Linked DNA regions of Mus musculus: regions 1, 2, 3 and 4 are each linked to region 5. Evidence: chromatin contacts called from public Hi-C, HiChIP or PLAC-seq and Micro-C data. All regions are on one chromosome and are shown on one strand. The core of a region is the stretch at or near the end of the contact, and the rest is flanking DNA. Distances in the headings are between cores, read along the strand shown. Region 1 overlaps Pdzd2 (PDZ domain containing 2). Region 2 has its middle 130 kb from the start of Tars. Region 3 has its middle 14 kb from the start of Gm52210. Region 4 has its middle 45 kb from the start of Gm52210. Region 5 holds the start of Sub1 (SUB1 homolog, transcriptional regulator).

Region 1 (3,531 bases), core at 995-3,494, 370 kb after region 5:
TATCTTTCAGAGATGGTCTTGGGATGATGGCTCTAGCCACTGAGAAACCCTACAACACACTGGCTCGACAGCTCAGGCCAGCATCCGCTGCTTATCTTTGGTCCTATGGGTTCTTGGGGTGCATAAGCTGGTGGTTTTGGCCTCTCTTCCCTATTTTATTTTTTTTTAAAGCACAGCTCATATTAACATTGTGTCTGGAGTGGAAAGATGTTTCAGAGTAGCTATATAATTACAGAAAGAGATCACGAGTTCAGAAACATGATCATACCAGATCAAGGAGGCAATAGCAGTTGGATCTCTATGAGTTCCAGTCCAAGCAGGGGCTACATGGTGAGACCCTGCCTGAAAATGCACACATACACACACACACCACACACACACAATTAGTCTTAAGAGAACAACCAATCTTATGTTTTGATACCTTACTTATTACATCCTCTAACAACAAATGAGTTTTGGGGGGCTGGAGAGATGGCTCAGCAGTTAAGAACCCTGGGCTCAATTCCTCGTACCCACATGTCAGCTTATCCAGGGGATCTAACATCCTCATACAGGCAAAACACCATTGCATTCTAAGCAAACAAATACACCTGACCTCCGTGTGGATTTCAGATCTATTTCTAAGTATTTATGTGCTGATATCAGCCATGATATCAGGAATGAGCAAACATTAATCCCCGTTTGCTTAAGCATCTGAACACTGTAAAGGCTTCCCGGTGGTGGTGGTGGTGGTGGTGGTGGTGGTGGTGGTGGTGGTGGTGGTGGTGGTGATGGTGGTGGTGGTGGTGGTGGTGGTGGTGGTGGTGGTGGTGGTGGTGGTGGTGATGGTGGTGGTGGTGGTGGTGGTGGTGGTGGTGGTGGTGGTGGTGGTGGTGGTGGTGATGGTGGTGGTGGTGGTGGTGGTGGTGGTGGTGGTGGTGGTGGTGGTGGGATAGCTCGGTGGATGAATAGATGTGTGAGGACTGGAGTTTTGCTCTCCAGAACCCACGTGTGCAAAACACCTGTAATCAATCCCAACACTCTAAAGTGAATGAAGGGCATCCAACTGGCAAGCCCAGGAATTCTGCCATGGAAATAAAGTGGTGAGCAATCAAGGAAGATACTTGATATCAACGTTGGGCTTTCACATGTGTATGCATGTGAACATGCATGTACATATGCATACCATATCAAAAAAGTCATCTAGCCCAAACAATTTCCCAAGATCATAAAAACGAAAACTTCAGGTTCATGAAGAAACCATTCAACACCATTTCCCCCCCTTTCCTTGCAATCTAGCCTATGAGATCACTGGACTCCGGGGTGATAGTGAGCACTCCTGCCGGGATAGCTGACCATACTGCTCCTCTTGGAACTTACCCGGGCCTTGGCAACTCAAGAGTATGCAGCCACAAAAGCCTGCAGATTTTGGAAATCCAGCTAGTGCTCATACAGGAGGGATGTGTTTTCGTGGCGCTGTACTTTACCTTGGTACACCCTTTTAATTACCAGCGGCCCATCTCCGGCTATGGATGATTTTCCTCCGTCCAGACTCAACCCCAGCCCAGCAGAGGTTTTCAGCACTTCCACACACAGAGCGTCGTGAGCAGCTCCGTTTCTCCCTGCGGCAAGGATGTATGTTTGTCATGATAAAACAACAACAAAAAACAAAAACCACGATGGGCTGTCTGTCAAGTGTGCCTCAAATGCCACCTGTCCAGTGTGCCTCCATTGCACTGCCTCTGCCACCCTGGACTCTGGTCCAAGCCTTATCTACTGGCAAGTGTTTATAACCTTTGATCCCAACATCAGGGTTGACCTCCCAGAGAGAAGGGAGCCTGGCTGTGTCCTACCGGGCTCAACGCTTGCTTTCAGTACATTCCTGTAAGTGTGGAGCATTCTCTCTCCCCCAGGCTGAGGTGCCAGGAGACAAACTGCCCTTGTCAAGCCTTGCATTCTGGTAGCACACATCCTGGTGAGGATGGAAGTCACACTCAGTGAATCAAATTCGATTTCCTGCCAACCCTGGCTACCATAGCAACAGAATGTCACCATCTGCTATTTGAAAGCCAAGGCACTGAAGTTCGTGGGTCATGAGAGACTGTCATAATTGATTGGGAAGCTCCCTGGCACCCAGTGGGGCTTCCTTCCTTCCTTGTCCTATGCCTTTTGTGCTTCTGAGAGGAAACCCTGAATCCCTGGGGCATGGTTGCCTCCCTCACACTGGCATCCTTCACTGGCATCTGGCTCTTGTGTGGGGAGAGCGTTTCCATGGTGATATTGGCTCTATGGCTTGTTTAGAAAGGCCAGGCTGGGGACTGAATAGGAATTGCACACTTGCCTTTTAGCTCCCTTAAGCCTGTACTATGGAGTTGAATGGAAAGGTGTACTTAGCTGCTTGGAAGGCAGGAAAGGAACCATGAATGAATGAAACTGCCTACCTAATACAATCCTTAGGATTACAGTTGAACCAATATCACTACCAGATCCTTACTACAGTTTAAAGCCAATCCGAATGATCTGAAAGACATTTGCTACTATTGGGAGTGGTATGATTGTTTTTAGTAGGTGTCTTGCTGCTGTTACAAAGGGGAAAGGAAGCATTCACAGTGGTTAACAACTTGGGCTCTCGGGGCTGGTGAGATGGCTCAGTGGGTAAGAGCACTGACTGCCCTTCCGAAGGTCCTGAGTTCAAATCCCCAATAACCACATGGTGGTTCACAACCACCTGTAATGAGACCTGATGCCCTTTTCTGGAGTGTCTGAAGTCAGCTACAGTGTACTTACATATAATAAATAAGTAAATCTTTAAAAAAAAAAAAAGCCGGGCGTGGTGGCGCACGCCTTTAATCCCAGCACTTGGGAGGCAGTGGCAGGTGGATTTCTGAGTTTGAGGCCAGCCTGGTCTACAAAGTGAGTTCCAGGACAGCCAGGGCTACACAGAGAAACCCTGTCTTGAAAAACCAAAAAACCAAAAACCAAAAAACAAACAACTTAGGCTCTCTCCTGTAATCACCCGACAGCATTGCTAGACATATCTATGTCTGCTTCAGTTGAGCGGTTGAGCGGGGAACTTTCTTGTCATCGGGGTTTTAAACAGTTTTTTTGGGAGTCTCTACTGCCATTAGGCTCACATCAGACACCTGTCTGCAGCCTGGCAAAGTGCAACTGCAGAAGGCTATCTCCCTTATGGAGAGCTCAGGCCACTGGGCAGAGGCATTCAGCCACCCCGGACTGTGCAAAGGCCCTCCTGCCTGGAACTGTGGGCTACCTGTGAGTGGAAGGGGCTGCAGAGGGAGCCTGCAGGGCTCATCGGAAAGCTGTAGGAGCCTGGCCTTGGGACAGAACAGTACTTAGTGTGGTGTTCACAGGGGAGTCCATCCCGAGCTCCTTCTAAGCTCTTGGCACAGAAAGTCTGCAGTCTCTATTTGCAAACACAAAACCCACGTTTATCCCTTCATTTTCTTATAGTCTGTTAAAACAGGAAACAGAAATCTTGATGTTTCTCAAGGACACGCCTTGTTTAGAAGCCTTTCACATCGAGTCCCATTA
Region 2 (3,390 bases), core at 166-2,665, 460 kb before region 5:
ATCCTTAATAGGATGGTACGGGAGAGTCAATACTCTGCCCAAATGACTTCTCTCGTTCCGTCAAAGCACAGCTTTTATAAAGCTTAATCTTATTTAGCATATGTTTTCATTTCTCCAAGCAAAGCATAATACCAAGAATTTTTTTCTGCATATATTTTTTCTTAAATTTTCTCCATAAATAAAGCTTTAACTGAAGTGATTTTCTTAACGTAATAAATACTAGATGTGGTTAGTTCACTGTGAAGCCACAGAAACATAGTATTTACGTGATCAGCACTATAGTGGCAGTATCCCAGGTTCACTCAGATTGTATGATTCTCTATAGAGTAATGTAAATGGTCTTCCAGGCTCAGTCAAAAAAGAGCCCTACAGAGAAATCATGATGGATTTAGTTTACAGCAAAATTGGATCCTTTCGTAAATTGCAATTAAAGAATGACTTACTAGATTAGTAAAGAAGATTGAAAAATAGATACAGTACCCAGTAAGTATCCTCTTCGTGTTAACCCCTACACCCAGAGTATTTGAATGTCCTTTTAAAGTCTAGATTTTTTTCTGTCATTTTAAAGCATGTTTAGTTATAAACCATTCTGTTATCTGAAAGACAATTGTGTACATGTTGAAAGACTGATAGTCAAACCATGAACCACGGTTGAATGTTGTACCTAATAGAACAAGTTAGCCTGTTCCCGTTAGTAATTGTCATCTTAAAGCATCAGTGTTTCAAATTAAAATGTCCAGGTTAAACGGAATCAGATGGCCTGGGGATAACTTTCAGAACACCTTTTCATGAACTGGAACCAGAATATGCTATGCCAAGCAGAGGTGATAGAGTGAATACAGGAGCTTTCTTTGGCTCATAGCAGGACTCGGACAGCCAGGTGCCTTAACGTTCTCCAGGCATAGAGGCATGAAAAAAAGCCTTATGTAAATGTCAGGTGCCAGGCCGGTGATGATGTCGTATTAAAAATCGCCAGTAGGTGGTAACACAAATCCAGGCTCCTTGTAAAATAAGCTTACATGTTATTTTTGGTAGGACCGTACACTGGGTTGAACAGCTAATGAGATCCAGAGCTGTTTATTGGTTACTGCTGAGGATCCCGATGAAGTAGTTCAGTCATGCCGAGATGCTGCTTGGGTGGTACTGGAAACCGACCTAGCATCAGTGCTCATTCTGTCCCACAGTATTCCATGAGCTGGAATTTGTCTTTCCCTTTGTCTGCATAGAAGTTGCTTTGCGTGGAAATCAGTGGGAGCGGTCCCCCCCTTTCCTTATCGGGAGGAAGGGGGTGCATGTTGGTACATCTGCATTAGGTCCCAGGAAGATAAGAAGAAGTAGTCTTTGTGAAAGGGCCTCAGCCAGCTTGCAGAAGGCTGTACTGGGAAGATGAAAGATTCATAAGCTGTGCAGGTGCGGGGAGAGGAAACAGCACTTCCGCCCAGCGATTCTCAGAACTGTTGGGAGCTGTTTACTTCCTATTTTGATACCTAGAGCAACAAGAAACAAGCTCTCCACCAGCATCTCCGTGGCCTTGTCCTGAGTTTGTTATCCGTGCTTTCTGTCAGGAAGCAATTATGATAAGACTCTTGGCACTGCTCTGCAATTCCCATTTCATGTGTAGGCTTTGATTGATCGTGTTGTTCTGATGGCTTATCCTGGGATTGATTTATTTACAAGGTTCAAAGAACCTCCATTCTTTATGAGATTGCTTCCACTTTTAAGGGGGAGAGGCCACTATTCACATCCTAAGCTAAAGGCATTTTCCAGACTTGAAGTTCAAGAACCAAAAGGGATGGAGTGACTTTGTGTCTCGGCGTTGATCACATCTAGACGTATCACCTCTGTGTACACTTGACATCTAATTTATTGTCTCAGAATGGCTCTGTTTTTCTCTCCTGGGAAAGTAGAAGTCCTTAAAGAAAAGTCTGGAACAGAGAAATAGTTTTAAGAGCCGAGCTTCTCCATTGAGTTTCTAAACTTTGTCACCCTTTAAGGGCATCCTTTCTTTTCTTCACTGGGAAACCACTTCCCCTTCTAGAGACCTCACTTTGCAAGGGCCCCTGGGGAGATACCATGTTTATTTTGAATCATTGGTTTGGTGTTGGACTGGGTCTGCACTTGGGCTCTGCCTGCTTTGGACTGGGATCTTGATTTATTTGGCCCCATTTCAAAAATTGTCAACACTCCATGCATTTAGGTAGTGATTATTTCTACAAAAATATGAAGTAATAACCACAATTTTATGAGATGAAAACAGTTTTTTAACCTCACTCCTTCTCAGTGGACAACAACAATGTTCACATGTAAGGGACAATCAGTAGTAAATACTTTTATTATCTCCATGCTACTTCTAATGAAACTGGAAGTGGATGCATGGTATTTGTCTGTGTCTTCAGATGCTGTAAACACAACAAATGCTTTTCTGAATAGAAATAAAAGGAGTACAGTTTGCCTTGCTTAGATATAAGGCTCAAGTTATCCAAAGCCAGTTATTATCACTCATCAGGGAATTTTGCTGTTTTGTTTTGTTTTTATTTTTATCCTTTTATACTTGACCAATAATTGGGGAACCAGGATAGTAGAATACTATGACTTGGTTTCCCTAAAAAGAAAAGAAATTTGACCACTGTAAAATCCAGAGCTGCATTGGTTTCTGGGAAATACCATCACAAATTCTGAGGACTCTCCTGTGTTTCGGGGATTTTTTTTTTTTTTTTTTTTTAATGACTGGCAGGCTCCCTGCGCTACTGCTGACCACTCTGTCCCAGCACAGTCTTGCCGGAACTCCCAAGTTCCCTTCACTGCCACCCCAGCCCCACACAATGATGGCCTTCCGCCCCTAGGTCAGTCGCCACAACTCTCTGCCCCAGTTTGCTTGTCTCTGGCTCTGCTAGCTCCTTCTCAGTCATAAACCTCTGTAATCGTCGGTCCCACATTCCAGTAGCTAAGCAAATAAAAACTCTTGAAGCTTATAATTAACCAATCAGATTTATGTATCAATAAATTCTCAATTCACAAGATGCCAATGCGATAATTTCAGAACCAATTGATAATGATAAAAGCGGTCCGCCTAGATCAGACAAATTATCTCAATTATTCTAACCTTTATGATATCATAACTACCTGTGGCTGCTTAAAGCCATGCTGGTTCAGGTTCTTCTTCCTGTTCTTTCACCTCCATCTTGCCTTCTCCTCTGTCTCTGTAGCTCTTAGCTCCACCTCCCTTCCCTGTCCAATCACAGGCCTCCTGCTGCACAAATATTTTAACATAATTGGACAGGGAAAATCCCGTCACACTCCCTTGATAAAGCAGTTGAGGCACACCTGGTTACACAAACAAATTGGGAGTCGGAACAGTCATACAAGAGCAGTGTGGTCACATTTGGTGAG
Region 3 (3,827 bases), core at 1,027-3,526, 310 kb after region 5:
TATTCCCATCTTTTTTTAATGTATGGGTTCTGGCTACTGAACTCAGTACCCATGCCATTTCTCCAGCCTACTCCAGCTACCACTCTAGTGAATAGAGTTCTCTTGTTTTTGTCAGCCTGATGGCTCTTGTCCCTGGTATCCACTGATGAGTGTTTTTTTTTCTAAGTCTCCAGCATAAAAAATGAGCTATAGAATCCACTCTTGAGGAGTTACTTAACTGGATAAAGAAAGCTGGTGGGGGAGTGATGGGTCCTAGAATGAGTTTCCATTATGGATACGGAGTAACTTCCAGAAGAAGGAAGTAATGTAAGTGTACTATTCAATAAAGATGGGCCAGAGATGATTTTACGGATGGTCCCCTAAGAGAATATATATTTCCTACTGACATCTTAGCAGTCTAGCTATCCATGTGTGTACACTGTAATGGTTGCACAAAGGTGGACTCACTTAAGACACTGTTCTCAGTTGAGAATGGCGGTATAGTGCCTCTGTAATCCCAGCCCTCTGGAGGTGGAGACTGGAGGATCAGGAATGCAAGGCCATCGGTGTATGTGGCCATGCTCAGAGATTTTAAGGCCAGCCTGAACTATACCAGACCCAAACTAAGCACCCCTCCAAACACAACATTTTTCCAGAACTTTCCTGTAGTTAAGTGAACGTAGTCTCAGATCCAGCTTTGAGGAGGTTGAAAACTTTTTCTCCTCTCGCCTTGATTTAATTATTTGTTTGTCTTAGTTTTTTCAAGACGGGCTTTCTCTGTGTAGCCCTGGAACTTGCTCTGCAGGCCAGGCTGACGTCGAACTCAGAGATCTGCCTGCCTCTGCCTCCTGAATTGATTCACTTCCTTCTAGTCCTTTTGCCCATTTTGCATGCCTGAGGAGCAAACCCTTCCTTTGCCTTGTGCACAGAGCAAGCACTCCACGCAGAGCTATATCTCTAGCACCAACCGCCAATCTCTGGTAAGTCCTTCAGCGCTCAGTTCCTCCTGACTCAGTGGTCATACGGACCCCACAGGGCAGTGGAGAGATAACCCAGGGCTAAAGGCTCCTTTTCAAGATAGTTTACATACATGGCCAGTTGCCTGAAAGCTCGGTGAGAGCTACGGCACACAGACCCCATTCCCTGTCTACATGAGTGAGAGTGATGTCGCACGAATCCCACTCCCTGTCTACATGAGCTTCCCACAGGGCACTAGCCTTACAACTTGTTGTCTGTCATTCTAGAGTCAGCATCTCAAGAGAACAAAGCAGACTGGTGTGTTTTGATGGTCTAACCCCACACGTTGTGTAGCCAATTTTCATCAAAGCTTGAGGCAGTCTCAGGAGCTGCTATGGCTTAAAAAAATGGGAAATTGACATCACCCCTTGATGTGGGAAGGAAATAATGGAGTGAAAGAATCTACATATATAGACTTTGTCACAAGTCTTTGATTTTGAGAAATAGCAAAGACAGATTTGGATAATAGGTTTCAAGCTGAATACAGGCAAACACAGTTTGTCTCTCTACCTTTGCAGGCTTTGAATCTGCAAATTTAGCCATTGTTCAACTAAAGAGCACGAGAAAGAAATGAAATTCTTGTCATCATTCCCTAACAATACATTAGGGCAGGTTTTTACATAGTGTTGACATTTTATTAGTAAGCAGAAGACTGGGGGAGGGGAGGGTGACTCAGCAGGGAAAAACTGGCTGCCCAACCCTGACAACCTGAGTTATATCTCTAGACCTCATGATGGTCTAGAGCTGCCTCTCCAAAATTATCCTCTGACCTCTACACATATACCATAGCATGTACACAAAGAGAGAGAAAGAGGGGGACAAACAGACACAGAGAAAGACAGAGACAGTGAGGGGGATACAGAGACAGACAGACAGACAGACAGACAGTGGTCCCAGGACTGTACCCTGCAAAGAGGAGTCCTGCCCTGTGGCGGGCATGCATGGGGAGAGACAGAACTGGAGAGGACACAGCAGGGAACTAGTGAGAAATCCCATGTCAGCTCAGGACAGTGGCCACGGGAAGTTGGCAGATGTCATTTGTTACTGCCACAGCACATTTATAGAAATGAGGCTAAATAAAGTATGGTGACAGTTGGAGATGTTTGCATTGCTGCAGGGTAAGCAGAAGTAGCTGTAAGTGAACACGTGGATTAAATTTGACCAGGAAGACAATTGTCAGGAAGAGAAAACAGGAGCCAACACCTCATTCAAAAGGCAGATAGATCCACAGAGGCAGGAAGTAGAAGAGGGTGTGCCGGGGCGGGTGGGGGAAACATCTGCTAGTGGACATGCATTCGGGGAGAAGGGGAATGACGAAGCTGGACTAAATTGTTGGGGTGGTGGCTTACAATTCTGTGAATATGCTGAAAGCCACTTGGACCATTTGGATGAACTATGCGGTGCGTGGATTATGTCTCAGTGGAGCCGACATTTCAAAAGACATACGTAAGGCTGAATACAAATACACACCCATACAAATTTTAAAAAAAAAATCTGCTTCATAGAACAAATAACACATGACCCCAGTGTTAATCTACCTCCCTATGCTAATTCCCACATCCTGTGACTTCTGTTGATTCTTCTGTGTCTTTCTGTGCCTTGCCCAGCCTGACGTCAGGGAGGGACCTGACCTAGCAGAGAGAATGAGGAAAAGACAACCATATAAACACACAGGAAAGCTGCAATCGGGTGGACTGGGCTCTCTAAGATGAAGAAACCTCAGGAGTCCACAGTCTCTGTGTGCTTCTTATACAAGGTGAACAGGGATCTGAGGAGACTTCATACAGGTGAATAAAGAAGGAGGCAGGGTTAGCTAGCCTCGGTAGGAGCAATCTCTGTTGCAGAGCAGCATTCAGGCCTTAGAACCACAGGGCTGAGAGGTGAGGGGGTAGGGAGAAAGCTGCCGTGGACATTTTCTGCACACACTAGCAACGTTTGCTGTTGGAGCAGGAAGGAAGGCCTTGCCTTTCTTCTGGGTCTGGGGTCGGTGACATGGCTGTGGCCTTGTTACCAACACACTTCAAATAACCATCACAGGTGTGCCCCATGATCTGTCTCAGCTCATTCCAGGTCCAGTTAGGGTGAAAATCAAGATTAAACATCATAAATAGTTAAAAAAAAACTCACCTTGAGTAGGCTACCATTATAAGGTCATATTATTGTACTACTTTGTAATATGCCATTTTATTACTCTTTTTTTTGTATCAGTTACATTTATTAAAGATAGTTGCAGCTTTAATCCTGGAATCCCAAGTACCCCTTGACATCCCAGGGCCTGCCAGCTTAAGTGAACAGTGCCCCCTACAACAGTGGGAGGCTCTGAGATTCCGTTCTGTGGTTCCTTTCTCTTACTTGGTATCCCCCTTCATCATAAAAGAAATTCAGATTACCATTTTCCCCCTCCCTGTACTCCTCCCAGTTCCTCCCCACCTCCCCTCCAACCCAGACCCACTCCCCTTCTGCCTTTCTTTAGAAAAGAGCAGGTTTCAAAGAGATAACAATAAATCATAATCACAGAAAGTAGAATAAGATAAAACTGAAAGACATCACATCGAAGTTGGACAAGACAACCCAGAAGAAGAAACGGATTCCCAAGAGAGGGCACAGGAATCAGAGATCCGCACATTCATACACTGGGGATCTCACAAAAACACTAAGCTGAAAGCTATAACATGTACACAGAGGACCTAGCGCAGCCCCATGCCAGCCTTGGCTGGTAGTGTCAGTCTGCGTGCGTTCATATAAGCTTTGTTGGCTTGGTTCAGAGGGCCTCGTTCTCCTGGTGTCCTCTGTCCCCTCTGGGTCTTCCAATCTTTCTGCTTCCTCTGCCA
Region 4 (3,823 bases), core at 217-2,716, 280 kb after region 5:
AGAGGTTTAACTGAAATGGAGGGCACACCCTGAGCCTGGGCAATAGTAGTCCCTGAGCTGGTGGAGCCTAGGCCAAACAAAATGAGAAAGCCAGCTAAGCACCAGCCATCCCTGCTGTCTGACTGCTCACTCGTGTCCAGCCACCTGATGGGCTTGCTGCCATGGAGGACTGTACCTTCAAATTGTGAGCCAAGATAAACCATCCCTCCCCCCCTTTTGGGGGAGGAGGAGGGGAGGTACTTTGTAATAAATAGCATCGAAGACACTAATTCATAGGTCTATCAGGAATCTCCCAGCAACCCTTGCTAAAGGCCATACACCACCCTGAAAAATACTAGGATAGGGAAAGGAGAAGTGTCCTGTTTGCCTGGATTCCCATTTGCCAGAGAAGTATCCTAGTGTTTACCAGTGAAATTGAAAGCCTGACTGGCCTGGGTAATGCAGCCAGTGTTTTGCATACAATTTACATGTATTTAAATATTCAAGAGGAAAGTATCTTGTTCAATTGGTGGTTTAATGCTTTAACAACAGGCATTGGTAGCCTACTTTGTGGTTTAGATTATAGTCTTGTCTTCAGTAATTAAAGAGTATGAAGTGTATAGTTGTGGAAATTATGAGCCTTTTGGCCACTTATAAAAATAAACTTTATAGTCTTACAAAACAAAAAGCTGTTGCCTTTGAGTCCTAAGTGAAGGTATATTCAAAAACCCCTCTTCACAGCCGGGAGATGGCAGCACACAGCTTTGATCCCACCATTTAGGAGGCAGATCTCTTAAGAGTTTGAGGACAGCCTGGTCTAGCGTTCCAGGATAGCCAAGGCTACACAGAAAAACCCTATTTTGAAAACCACCACCACCACCTCCAACAAAAACCAACACCAACACCCCCCCCCCCCCAAAAAAAACCTTCACAGCAGTGTGAGCATCGTGAGTGCAGTGCTTGCTATACCCCAGCAAAACAGGCACAGTGCATGCCTTTCCTGGGTAGGGAAAGAATGCAGGCATGCCACAGCTTACCCCTCAGGAGCCTGATAGATTTTACAATTGTTTGACCAAGAGGGATGAAAGAGCCTGTGCCCAAACTGATCCAGTTTGTAGGTGAATCTGCTGAGGCTTCCAAGAATTCAGGTGAAGACAGGGCTGGATAAGAAAGGACTCAGTAGGGCTGGAGAGATGGCTCAGCCGTTAAGAGCACTGGCTGCTCTTCTGAAGGTCCTGAGTTCAAATCCCAGCAACAACATGGTGGCTCACAACCATCTGCAATGACATCTGATGTCATCTTCTGAAGATAGACAGCTACAGTGTACTTACATATAATAAATAAATAGGCTGGGCGTGGTGGCGCATGCCTTTAATCATCCCAACACTTGGGAGGCAGAGGCAGGCAAATTTCTGAGCTCTAAACCAGGGCAGCCTTGGACAACCTTGACTGGAGTTGGGGGGAGTGGGCAGGTGTTTCATTGTACTTAAATTTACATCAAAACAACAGAACACAGAGGCTTGTGATGTAACTCAGTGGTAGGATACCCCAGCTAGCACTGCAAGGCTCCTGGATTCAATCTCTGGCAAGTGAAAAGAAAGAGAAAAAGGGAAGTGGGAAAAAGTAACCAAGTGGCCATGGCTGTCTGATGGTCCGTGGTTACTTTGTGACAGTTGGAAAACTAAGCCGGGTTAAAGCTTGTGTTATTTGATAGGCATTTCCTTTGTTTCTTTTGAGACAGGGTCTCACTATGAAGCCCTCCCAGACCTGGAACTCACTATGTAGACCAGGCTGGCCTCAAACTCACAGAGATCTCCCTACCTCTGCCTCCGGAGTTCTGGCATTAAAGGCATGTACCACCATGCCTGGCTATAGGTTTTGTATTCGGGAAGTTTCTAATTTAGGAAGAAGTTTAAATCCTCCTAGAAATAATTGGAGACAAAGGAGGGGAAATACATACAGTAGTATATTGGTCATTTAAGGAAGAAGAGATGCCCCAGCCTTACCAAGCTACCTGACCCCAGAAGGATATGATGGAATTCAGAAAAGAGGAAAGTGGTCGATGTGGGTGGTCATTTGGAAGTTGAGGAAGGAATGTTGTCCCCTCCCCCAGCCCCTTTTCTCTATTCTCTTGGTCTCTCGGCTTATCTTCTGCTGTCTAGACTACAGTTCTCAACCTTTTCCTCCTCTGGTCCCCTCTTGTCATGTCCCCATATACTTTCAGTGATTCGTCTTAACATAGTCACATTTTTTGGCTTGATTTCATGTGTGTGTGTGTGTGTGTGTGTGTGTGTGTGTGTGTGTATCCATTCAAACTCTGAATTGCTATTATTCAAGGTAGAAAGCATTTTGTGCATGTGTCAAGGCTGACATTAAAGATGCTGTTTGATCTCAATCCTCATGGACAGAGGAGCCTTTTCTTAAAGTGTTCTTGGTCTCTCATCTGCCCAGTCTCCAACAGAAATTATTTTTAATATAGCAGTCAGATTTCTGGTGAAGAGAGTTCTCCGCTGGCTCTGTTTGGGGGCCCAGCTGCATGACGGATTCTGTTCCCAATGCAGGTTTCTGCACATCTTTGATTTCATAAACAGACTTTGAGAGCTATCTTTTCATATCACCAAGTCAGCCTTTCTTTTTTAGTTTTTTAAAAAAGATTTTTGAAAAACCAAAAAAAAAAAAAAAAAAGCCGGGCGTGGTGGCAATGCCTTTAATTCCAGCACTTGGGAGGCAGAGGCAGGCAGATTTCTGACTTCGAGGCCAGCGGTGTCTACAAAGTGAGTTCCAGGACAGCCAGGGCTACACAGAGAAACCCTGTCTCGAAAAACAAACAAACAAAAAAAAAACAAAAAACAAAAAAAAAAAAACTAAGAAAGATTTATTTTATGTATATGAGTACACTGTCACTCTCTTCAGAACACCAGAAGAAGACATCAGATCCCATTTCAGATGGTTGTGAGCCACCATGCAGATGCTGGGACTTGAACTCAGGACCTCAGGAAGAGCAGATAGTGCTCTTAACAGCTGAGCTATCTCTCCAGGTCTTTTTTTTTTTTTAAATATTAACTTTTTAAATGTACATTGGTGTTTTGCCTGCACATATGTCTGTGTGAGGGTGTCATATCTTGGAGTTACAGACAGTTGTGAGCTGCCATGTGAGTACTGGGAATTGAACCCAGGTCCTCTGGAAGAGCAGTCAGTGCCCCCAGCCATTGAGCCATCTCTCCAGCTACCAGATTCTCATATTTTGTAACATTTCATGTATTTCTCCAAGTTGACGCTGGCATTGGCCTCATGAGAGGCAACAAAATGCAGTTGATAAGAACTTGGGCTCCCTGAAGTCCAATGCCTAAGTCCAACCCCTTGCTTTGTAACTTATGAAGCTTCACCTCGCCTGGCTCTCAGTTTCTCCCTATGTAAAAGGTCATCGTTTGTGGAACCTCTGGGAAACTTCTTCATGTAAAGTGTCTATTGTGAGGTAAATGTGTAATAAATTTAGCTGTTGGGCTGGAGAGATGGCTCAGCGGTTTGGAAGAGCACTGACTGCTCTTCCAAAGGTCCTAAGTTCAAACCCCAGCAACCACATGGTGGCTCACAAGCATCCATAATGAGATCTGACACCCTCTTCTGGTGTGTCTGAAGACAGCTACAGAGTACTTACATAAAATAAACAAATAAATATAAATTTAGCGTTATTATAGAGTATATTCATGAACATTACCATCCCACGAACAGTTATCATGGGTGTGTCCTGGACAGGAAGTTCCTAAGGCATCTATAAAGTACAAGCACTTCAGGTGTTGTCAAAAGTCTACCCCGGGACGGGGAAATTGGGGCCTAGAGAGGT
Region 5 (3,454 bases), core at 687-3,186:
TGTGCACATTCCTTCACCCTTCTCAAAGTCAATGGGCCTTTTTAACAACTGATTTTTAGACAGGTTATAAAGTTTGTGGGTAGACTACAAGAAAGCAGCTGAGAATAATGACCGTAAAATCAAGAGAAATGTACATAATTCCACTCACATTGAGGGGACCAGCTCCAACATAAACAGCTTGCCCATGTAAGCATAATACCTAATTAATTTTGCCCTTATAAATCATCTTTTACATGTTCTGTATACACTAGTTTTTACTTTGTGGCCACACTATCAAAACAACAGGCAACAATCGGAGTTCACAATGTTATACACAATTCACAATAATTTTGCACTGATTTTCTACTTAGGGAAATATATAAAATGTGAAGGCTTTATGTGCAAGGCAAAACTCACCAGACAGGCACACAGTGCAGAGCCTGCTGTTTATTTACTGCATAAAACAAAGGGCAGACAACTCGTCTAACCCACATTTCAAGAAGTCCTTAGGCAGGTCCTAACTACTTTTCAAGATACTTACACCAAATGGTAAAACCAGGTAGCAAAAGCTATTTACCAAACTATCTTCTGCTCTCTCCATCTAAATAAACTTACTAACTTCTACATGGCTTAAAGGTCCTAAAAAACACAAGATTCTGTAAATGCTCAAGAAAGATACATCAATTCCTACCTCCTACATCAAAAAAATTATAACCCAGCTCTCTAAAGACCAAACTGGCATTCAATGTGCAAAATAGGAGGTCAAGGCAAAAGTGAGCTACCCAAATCCTGCCCACGACTCTACACAACTGGCCAGTCCGTTAGAGGTAATACCTAAACTCAGGAGGGAGAAGGCTCCTAACCAGTCCCTTCGCTTTTCCTCTTACTGCTCCATTTCACAACCCGACCTCCAAAATCAAGTTTCCCAAGCTAGCTCGGTCACACAACTACACAAAGCCTGTTTTTTGAGAGGGAATTGCACATAAACAAATCTTTCGCTTGCAAACAGCCAGCCATATCTATCTCCCATTACGAAAAGCTGTCTGGGGAACTAAAATTACTTCAAAGAACCACGTCATTATCTAACCTAAATCTACCCAATAAGAAAACAATGTTTGTTACTGGGAACTAAAGCCAGCCCCGTTCCCTACACTTGGACTTTTAACTTTAATGAGGCTTTACTGGGGTGGTTTCTTGGAGGCCGGGGGGCGGGGGGCTTCGTAATTCGAGCAAAAGGTAACTAAAAGGGGTGACCGTAGTTTATAGACCGACCAGTCGGTGCCCGGGGCTGGGGAATACTGAAAACATCCCAGAGTGCGAGGCTCTCGAGGGCGAGCCGGCGCGTGGCACCGTGGGGGTCGCGGCCAGGAAGCTCCCGAAAGCCCCGAGGCGAGGGCTGGGGCTACTGCCGGCCTCAGGAAGGGGGCGTGGGGCGTCGAGAGCGTGCACAAGAGGAGGGCCTTGCGCCAGCGCCATTTTCTCCTCGCCCCGGAGCCCAGCCATGTTTGCCGAGCGCGCCCCCCGCCCCTCGACCCCGCGGGGCCAGCGTCCCCCGAGGGTGGGGAAGGGATGGCTTCCCGAGCACGGTGGTCCGGACAGGGGTGGGCGAGCGCAGCCTCAGGGCAGACCGCTAGCGCCTCCGCCCGGAGCCCCATCACCCAGTCCGAGGGGCGCGCGGCCATCACCCGCCGTTCGCCTGCCTGCCCGCGCCCACCGCCTCGGCTCGGCTCCCCAGAGCGGCCGCCACACGAGGCCCCGCGGGGACGCGGGCAAGAGCGGAGGCCCTTCCCCCGAGCTGCCGTTTTTCTCCCCACCGGCAAGGAGAGCGAAGGGGGCCGCGGTAGCCTGGGGTCGGCCTGGCCGCAGCCCCGAGGAATGGGCCCGGGGTCCCACGCACTCACGCTCCGCTCCGGCCGACCAAAAACCTCTGCCTCGCTCGCTCGCCTACTCCGGACTGACAGAGAGCCGGAAATGACGGCAGCTTAGAGGCCCTGGCTCCGCCCAATGGCACGAAGGCCACGTGAAGGGGGCGTGGCCTCGCCGCCCAACCGCCAGCCGGCCCTTTCCAGGGCCTTAAAGGGGCCGCCACAGATACTGAAGTAAATGCTCCTGAAAGAGGGAGATGGCACCACAGTGAGATGCCACGCAGCTTGGGCCTGATCTGAAGGAGAATGAGATGTCAATGAAACATAAATGACAAGATCCACGGAGCTTTGCGCTTGCAAATAGCTTGTATATGGTACCGCTCTATAAATGCTGTACTGAAATGATGGGAGCTACTCTGAGAAAAAACAATGTGCTGACCCACTTGCCTACAGATGATTTTCCGTTTCTACCTTTAAGATCTGACTCATGCTGCTAAAATCCAAAGGAAGCAAGCCTGCGAGGCGCACTATTTAATTCAGAAAGTCAAAGAAATCTTACAAATGTCCTTAGCCACGAAACCTTTATTCTTAAAATGGAGTTCTGGGGCTCCAAAGTAATTGTGGTTTGAATATAAAATCTCCCTGTGGGCTCATTCATTGGGGATCTGGTTTTCAACTGATGACCTTTTCAGAAGAGCCTGGATCCTGAGAGCTGTGCCTTAATCAGTGAATTAATGCTCTGATAGTCATAATATGACAGCATTATTACGAGGTGGTGAAAAGTAAGGATGTGTCCTTTGGGGGCTACATTTTTCCCTGGCCCCTTTTGTGTTCCCTTTCCGCAGCATCCTCCTCTGCAGGTTACCATGGACTTGGTGTTCCGCCTCACTACCAGCCTAGAATACAGGAGCTAAGTACTGGAGACAGAAACCGGGAGGCATACTGAATCGCCATACCTTTGTCTAAACACGGATCCAAAGTCTCGCGGAGGAAATCCACTCCACCATCACAAATAACCACAAGCAGGTGGCTTAGAATGTGTACTGGATGGTTTCCTCCTGTAGCCAACAACAAACAGAGTTCTGTTCATCACAAAGGTTTACATACAGCATTTGACAGATAGTGATCATCCTAACAGGTTCAAGAGTTGAAATGATCGTTGTCTTCACATTTAACAGCTGCAAAAATTAATAAGTGATTCAAACCTTGTATTGAATGGAACTACTACCTACTAAGGGTAGTAGGGAAGTGCCCCAGCGCATCCCTACTGAATGCGGGAGTCCAACTAGAGCAACACCGTCATCAAAATAAAGTGAGAGAGGAGTCTTTGTGTATGAAGCTCTAAACAAGGGTGTACTGGCTAGTTTTGTGTCAACTTGACACAGCTGGAGTTATCACAGAGAAAGGAGCTTCAGTTGAGGAAATGCCTCCATGAGATCCAACTGTAAGGCATTTTCTCAATTAGTGATCAAGGGGGAAAGGCCCCTTGTGGGTGGGACAATCTCTGGACTGGTAGTCTTGGTTCTATAAGAGAGTAGGCTGAGCAAGCCAGGAGATGCAAGCCAGTAAAGAACATCCCTCCATGGCCTCTGCATCAGCTCCTGCTTCCT

The links. A called contact is a pair of places that touch in the nucleus more often than the background predicts. HiChIP or PLAC-seq counts read pairs in DNA pulled down with a chosen protein or histone mark.
Region 1: a contact with region 5 is called in a Micro-C map of the G1E-ER4 cell line. The contact joins the enhancer-like site here to the promoter of Sub1 in region 5. A contact is called at or near these places in 9 of 39 promoter capture datasets (the 3T3-L1 cell line, 3T3-L1-derived adipocytes, the HPC-7 cell line and 6 more), 7 of 484 Hi-C or Micro-C datasets (CD4 T cells, the G1E-ER4 cell line, brown adipocytes and 3 more) and 2 of 115 datasets of contacts at active chromatin or transcription factors (astrocytes and embryonic hindbrain).
Region 2: a contact with region 5 is called in a Hi-C map of B cells, with 6 read pairs. The contact joins the enhancer-like site here to the promoter of Sub1 in region 5. A contact is called at or near these places in 4 of 39 promoter capture datasets (liver, pre-B cells and second pharyngeal arch cranial neural crest), 1 of 484 Hi-C or Micro-C datasets (B cells) and 6 of 115 datasets of contacts at active chromatin or transcription factors (the 230-238 cell line, embryonic fibroblasts, kidney and 2 more).
Region 3: a contact with region 5 is called in a FOXA1 HiChIP or PLAC-seq map of pancreatic cancer cells. The contact joins the enhancer-like site here to the promoter of Sub1 in region 5. A contact is called at or near these places in 1 of 39 promoter capture datasets (the C10 cell line), 6 of 484 Hi-C or Micro-C datasets (erythroblasts, erythroid progenitors, nephron progenitors and 2 more), 3 of 115 datasets of contacts at active chromatin or transcription factors (embryonic basal ganglia, microglia and pancreatic cancer cells) and 1 of 9 other capture datasets (liver).
Region 4: a contact with region 5 is called in a Micro-C map of embryonic stem cells, with 2.2 times the contacts expected there. The contact joins the enhancer-like site here to the promoter of Sub1 in region 5. A contact is called at or near these places in 10 of 39 promoter capture datasets (the 3T3-L1 cell line, 3T3-L1-derived adipocytes, the C10 cell line and 7 more), 19 of 484 Hi-C or Micro-C datasets (B cells, the G1E-ER4 cell line, Th1 cells and 13 more), 7 of 115 datasets of contacts at active chromatin or transcription factors (astrocytes, embryonic basal ganglia, embryonic hindbrain and 2 more) and 1 of 9 other capture datasets (embryonic stem cells).

What each region holds. Positions count from the first base shown.
Region 1 is chr15:12,364,162-12,367,692 of GRCm38.p6, forward strand. It overlaps Pdzd2 (PDZ domain containing 2), which reads right to left. Exons shown (of 26, transcript NM_001081064.2): 25 at 1,467-1,601. Among named protein-coding and RNA genes, the nearest start is that of Golph3, 44 kb to the left of the region's middle. Within about 2 kb of position 2,245, at least 108 of the 459 cell types and tissues checked have an H3K27ac peak or open chromatin away from gene starts, as enhancers often do. A contact at or near this core is called in the G1E-ER4 cell line, astrocytes and cerebellum, where this site is marked.
Region 2 is chr15:11,531,731-11,535,120 of GRCm38.p6, forward strand. No RefSeq gene overlaps it. Among named protein-coding and RNA genes, the nearest start is that of Tars, 130 kb to the left of the region's middle. Within about 2 kb of position 1,416, at least 61 of the 459 cell types and tissues checked have an H3K27ac peak or open chromatin away from gene starts, as enhancers often do. A contact at or near this core is called in the 230-238 cell line, B cells and memory CD8 T cells, where this site is marked.
Region 3 is chr15:12,304,700-12,308,526 of GRCm38.p6, forward strand. No RefSeq gene overlaps it. Among named protein-coding and RNA genes, the nearest start is that of Gm52210, 14 kb to the right of the region's middle. Within about 2 kb of position 2,277, at least 69 of the 459 cell types and tissues checked have an H3K27ac peak or open chromatin away from gene starts, as enhancers often do. A contact at or near this core is called in erythroid progenitors and pancreatic cancer cells, where this site is marked.
Region 4 is chr15:12,273,840-12,277,662 of GRCm38.p6, forward strand. No RefSeq gene overlaps it. Among named protein-coding and RNA genes, the nearest start is that of Gm52210, 45 kb to the right of the region's middle. Within about 2 kb of position 1,467, at least 14 of the 459 cell types and tissues checked have an H3K27ac peak or open chromatin away from gene starts, as enhancers often do. A contact at or near this core is called in embryonic stem cells and neural progenitor cells, where this site is marked.
Region 5 is chr15:11,994,071-11,997,524 of GRCm38.p6, forward strand. It overlaps Sub1 (SUB1 homolog, transcriptional regulator), which reads right to left and starts at 1,937. Exons shown (of 5, transcript NM_011294.3): 1 at 1,881-1,937.